Linked DNA regions of Arachis hypogaea: region 1 is linked to region 2. A link is a contact called in public Hi-C data. All regions are on one chromosome and are shown on one strand. The core of a region is the stretch at or near the end of the contact, and the rest is flanking DNA. Distances in the headings are between cores, read along the strand shown. Region 1 holds the start of LOC112762408 (helicase SEN1-like). Region 2 has its middle 15 kb from the start of LOC112767002.

Evidence for each region. A called contact is a pair of places that touch in the nucleus more often than the background predicts.
Region 1: a Hi-C map of leaf shows a contact between it and region 2, with 2.4 times the contacts expected there. The contact joins the promoter of LOC112762408 here to the enhancer-like site in region 2. A contact is called at or near these places in 2 of 8 Hi-C or Micro-C datasets (both in leaf).

Annotation. Positions count from the first base shown.
Region 1 is chr17:18,156,149-18,158,848 of arahy.Tifrunner.gnm2.J5K5, forward strand. It overlaps LOC112762408 (helicase SEN1-like), which reads right to left and starts at 1,426. Exons shown (of 8, transcript XM_025808244.3): 1 at 1,231-1,426; 2 at 966-1,096; 3 at 270-863. The coding sequence starts at 1,070.
Region 2 is chr17:18,054,196-18,056,895 of arahy.Tifrunner.gnm2.J5K5, forward strand. No RefSeq gene overlaps it. Among protein-coding and RNA genes, the nearest start is that of LOC112767002, 15 kb to the right of the region's middle. Within about 2 kb of position 1,351, at least 2 of the 3 cell types and tissues checked have open chromatin away from gene starts, as enhancers often do.

The sequences.
Region 1 (2,700 bases), core at 176-2,675, 100 kb after region 2:
ATAAAGAAAACATGTAACATGTTATTACCTCTGTTTTGAGAAATTAAGGGAATGAAGAACTTAGAAGCATTCAGATTATGATAATTTTAAACAGTCCAAATCATGCACTAGATTTATGTAATGTATTTACACCTAGTGACTCATTTGCATAAATTTATATTTACAAAGTAATTTACCATCAAACCAAAGTTAAAAAATGATATACAGTAAACTACATAACCTAAATTCACAACCTCAATATATAGAATATAGTTTTTTTTCCCCCTTACCATCATGTCAGGTCTTAGCACCTTTTCAATAATGCTCATATCTGCATCCTCTAGCTGTGAATTCAATGCCTTCCATATCCTAACATTTGTTAGAATGTTCATAAGATACACAGCATAAAGCTTCTTAACACCACCACTTCTGTCATATTCATTCATAGTGTCCATGTACTTGGAGGACAAAATTGGAATTGCATTGTCATATGCATGTTTTGGCCTAACAACATAACCAATATGGTAGAATTTTTTGGGGCTGTTGTTTAAATCATCTATGCATTTTGGTCTAACAGGAGTAAATGCAATAACATCTCCTAACATAGGCTCATATGATTTTCCAATTTCACCACCTTCTTCCACATCATCTTTATCCACATCATCACTATCACTAGTGTTCACCAATGTTAAGAGATGGAACAAATTCTTAGGAGGTTTGAAGAACTCTTTGTCCATTTCGACAGCCTCGATTTCGCAGAATCGAGCTCTAGAGACTCCTTTCAATCCTGAACACATGTCACTGCGTGTCTCTTCAATCAATGAAGGAATGAATGAGTTCATGTATTCTTTCACAGAATTGAATGTCTCTGGAATCTTAACAACCTGTTAAAAACACTGTTTCTTAAATTCATTTCTTAGCTTCACCAACATGGAAACAAAAACAAAATATTTATAAAAAAAGAAGAGAGAAAAGACTAAAATAACCTTGTGCTTGTAAAGATTATCATTCAGAACATCTCTTAGAGTCCAAGAAAAGACAATATCCAACAAACTGGATTCATCATCATGATCCTCCCTAGTATTTGACATCCTTTGCTAATTGATGAAGATCAAATCTGAATGAATTTCAAATAATAGCAAGAAACCATTAATATTCTCTGATAGATATAGTGAAACTATTCATCACTTGTATATGTTAATGTTAATGTTAAATATACACTTTATGGAAGTGAGAATGAAGAATACTTACTAAAATGAATCTGGCTGCCGTTGATGAATGTAAAAGAAAAACTACTTCAAGTGCTTAGTTGAAAATTAAACGTTCTTAGAATAAATATATATATATAGACAGTGAGAGAGAGACTTCATGCAATCAAGGCCAGGAAGAGAAATCAAAGGATCAACTTAAAAGTTAAGTGAAATTAGTAGTAATTAAAACACTACTTGGGAAATTAAACGGGGGAATGCTTTATTTATTTACGAGGCCTACCTAATTATTGGACTATTTTCTTGAAAAATGTTAATTACTTAATACTACAAATAGTAAAAATAATATTAAAATCAGCTACAAATATTAAAAAAAATATTTGTATGCTAAAATCAGCTATAAGTTCAGCTGTTATGTATTTATGTATATTTTATATTTTAATTTAAATTTTATACTAAGAAGGATGTTAGATGATCAGTGAATTTATTATTTTTGACAGTAATAAGTTAATAATATTTAAAAATATATTATTGAATTGTTAGACTAAAAATATTACACTGATAACTAAAAGTACTAACAAAAAATAATAAATTCTACTTGTATTTGAGTTTTTTTTTTCTTATATTAGCAGTTATTTTTTGTAATTGATTTTTGTGTATACCTAATTCGGTTTATTATTACAATTGTTTTCATTTATAATTTATAATAATAGTTTAATTTATAATTTATAATTATTTTTTTAAATTAGAAATGGAACTCAAATATGAGACCTCTAGATAAAGATAATAAGACTATGCTATTTAAGTTATAGCTGATTGGTTTTATAATTATTATTTTTGTTATAGTTTAATTTATAATTTGTATTTTATATTATTATTAATTTATTTTTATTGTTGTTGCTTTATAATATAATCGTGAACATTATTCTTCTCTCCGTGTTTATTTTTATTTTTATAATATATATTCCTCAAGACAAAATAACAAAACATGAAGCTAAAAAAATCTAATACAAAATCGTCCGTTTATTATATATATATATATATATATATATATATATATATATATATATATTTTATTGGTTATCAGTGGCTAAGAGAAGGGGGTTGAATCTTAGCCCATTTTTATTTTTGCTTGATAATACTTGTTGGCTTTTGAAACCATTTCTGGAAACTTTCTGTCTTTTTATCTCGTAACTAGCCACGAGACTTTTTCTTTTGTCTCGTCCCTAGCCACGAGACTTTTCTTTTTGTCTTGTCAGTCAGCACGAGATATTTTCAGTTTTATCTCCTGGTAGCAGAAGCAGAAATGGAGTAGAAGAAAGAGAGAATTACACCAAGATATATCTTGGTTCAGCTGCTAAGTGTAAGGCAGCCTACATCCAGTCTCCATCACAATAATGATGGAATTTCACTATAATCATTTTTAATTACAAACTGTAAAGTGCTAACCCAACTTACAAGGGAATTCCCACAGAATCATGAAACACAACACATATGTACAAAGGAACTCTAA
Region 2 (2,700 bases), core at 101-2,600:
TCTCCGCCACTAATTACCGGCGGATTTAGCGGTTTGATTGCAAAATTCTGGAGCTTGTTACCGTCAGATTTGCCTCCCAATAAATTTGACAGTAAACTTAAATTTTAATTTAAAAAAATTAAAAAATTCAATATATAATTTTAAATATTTAAATTTAATCAATTTTAAAGTAACAAAATTCAAAGTTTTACAATTTCTTATAATAATTTGTCTATAATTTTTAATTAAAAGTTTACTAACAAGTTTAAATATCAAAATTTATTATTAAAAAAATCTAATTAAACAGAAAAATCATATTTAAAATGCACTAAACTCTCGATTATAAAAATTGAACAAAATGATATAAAACTATAATCAACAACTAGTTATAAATGTACAAAAAGAAAGAAGAATATCAAATGTTATGAAAAATAATACTAATTTATTAGACTCCACTATCAAATTAGACAAATAGACAACGACAAAAAAAATTGCTAACAATTATTCAACATGAAAAATATTACCTTGTCATTATAGGATGGAATGTAGTCCAAACTTAAAATAGGCCACATTCAATCCTAAATGATGATGCAGTAAAAATTAACAAGTATACAAAATATTAGTCGTCAAATCTTTTTTTTTTTTTTTTACCTATTTTTACTGTTCAATATTCAAAAAAATTAAGGCTTACAAAATTGTCAACATATTGAAGAAATAACTGTATATTATTATCAATGATGTATGATTTATCCATAGCGTACATATGATTTATTTGTCTATGCCACATTGGAATTATCTCAAATGTTGAGAACAATTTAACTAGGGTTTATTGTAAATAAAAGGGGTTTGTGATGAGTTACGAACAAACCCACAGTATAAGAGAGGCTTCAACAACTTTCGATGACGTCCCAATGTTAAGTTGGCCAAAATGAAACACGTTAGTTTATATAATAGGCCAACTAAAGATATTCGTTTCATTTTAAAATGTACGGAAAAATGTAAGGTGTTTAACATTTATAATTTTTGAAGAATTATTTAATAGTTTTTAATTCTCAAAATTTAATTTATCCAATATCAAAATTTTCAGAAATTTAATTATCACTTTACCGTTATGTTATTTAACTTATTTTTTTATGGGGACATGTAACATAGTTTATCTATACCATGGTTTAAGATTAACATTATCTTATTTTAATTTCATGTTACACACTAATATATCTTAAAGAAAAAGTATACTAAAACTGAATAGTCGCTTTACCAAAAAACAAAAAATGGAAAATATAGTTGGCCAACTGGTAAGTACACTAGTGGTGATTGCACGTGCAGATTGTAATATTGTATGCATTCATATATGGACCATGCACCTTATATAGATTAGATATATTTGGCACCAACTATTTCGAGTTAGAAAACGTCAACTGCTAACTACTTCACCACCGAAATGGATCATCTTTAGCATATTCTTTCTTTATTTTTCATTTTTTAACAGAAAATCAGAAATTATTTATATTTACTAATTAACAAAGTATATTATTATTATTTTAACGTACTAAATTAAGTTATTTAAGATTTGATAAATTTGCAAATCACATCAACTAAATTCAAACGAAGCTTATACATTCTATGACTCTTCAATATTTTTTTGGGCCGATGTAACTTTTTGTTTAATAATTTAATTTAACGGGCTGATCTGTAAACCCAAGGTGAAAAGAAATGTTCTTTTTTTCTTTTGAATACGAAGAATAAAGCAATTTTATAATTATATTATTTTAACATTTCAGCCCAACCAGATGTGGTTTCGGACATTACCCGAACTTGGTGTTTCTGAATATTAAAAAAAAAAAAACTTGCTTAACTTTTTCATCTACTGATGAAAAAAAAAAGGAAGAAAATATTATTTCTACCAGTTCCAACTTTCAAACGATCTAACTCCAAAAAAACCAAAAAAACCTCCAAACAATCATGTGAGATAATAACGGAAATTATTTTTTAATATAACTAAACGTAATGCTAGAAAGACAAAAAAAAAAAAAATAGTAAGAACTTGTCTTATTTAGCAACAATTAATGAATATTAAATAAGATAAATTTTGACTGTTTTTAACTAATTTTTTTTGTTATTAAATATTTTCGTAACTGAAAATAATAAGAGAAGAAAAAAAAAAAAGATTAGCATTAAGGGAAGGAAATCCATTTATCGGAAAAGGAGTACTTTGAACTTCTTTTATGTCACTACTCAACAGTCGACACTATACAACATTATTTTGATTTGTTGGAACAGGAATTTTGTTTTGTCCAAAGTATCAACTAAACATAGTTGGGTTCTTAATAATAGATTAGTATCAAAACAGAGAGAAAAGAAGAATTAATGTAAGAATTTTGTGATGTATTTTCTTCATCATTTACAGAATGAACATAAGCAATATATATACATATTATCCTATTCTATATTTTGCATAGTTCAACAAAATCAAATGAAATCTTCTAAATTTTCAGAAAATGATTCCTATCCTAACAGAAGGCTGAATCACCAAAACAAACTAATTCTAGAAGAATGTACAGTACATTAGAAGACAAAATAGAGAAATGAAGAAATTAGACATTGTTTAGTTGGGCTTGTTTGTTGTGAGTGGGTTGATCTTGATCTATTTTTGTTTTAATCTGGGCTAATTCTTGTCTTTCTTCTAATACTTAGTTTTGCCCAAATGCTCTTGTTTACGGT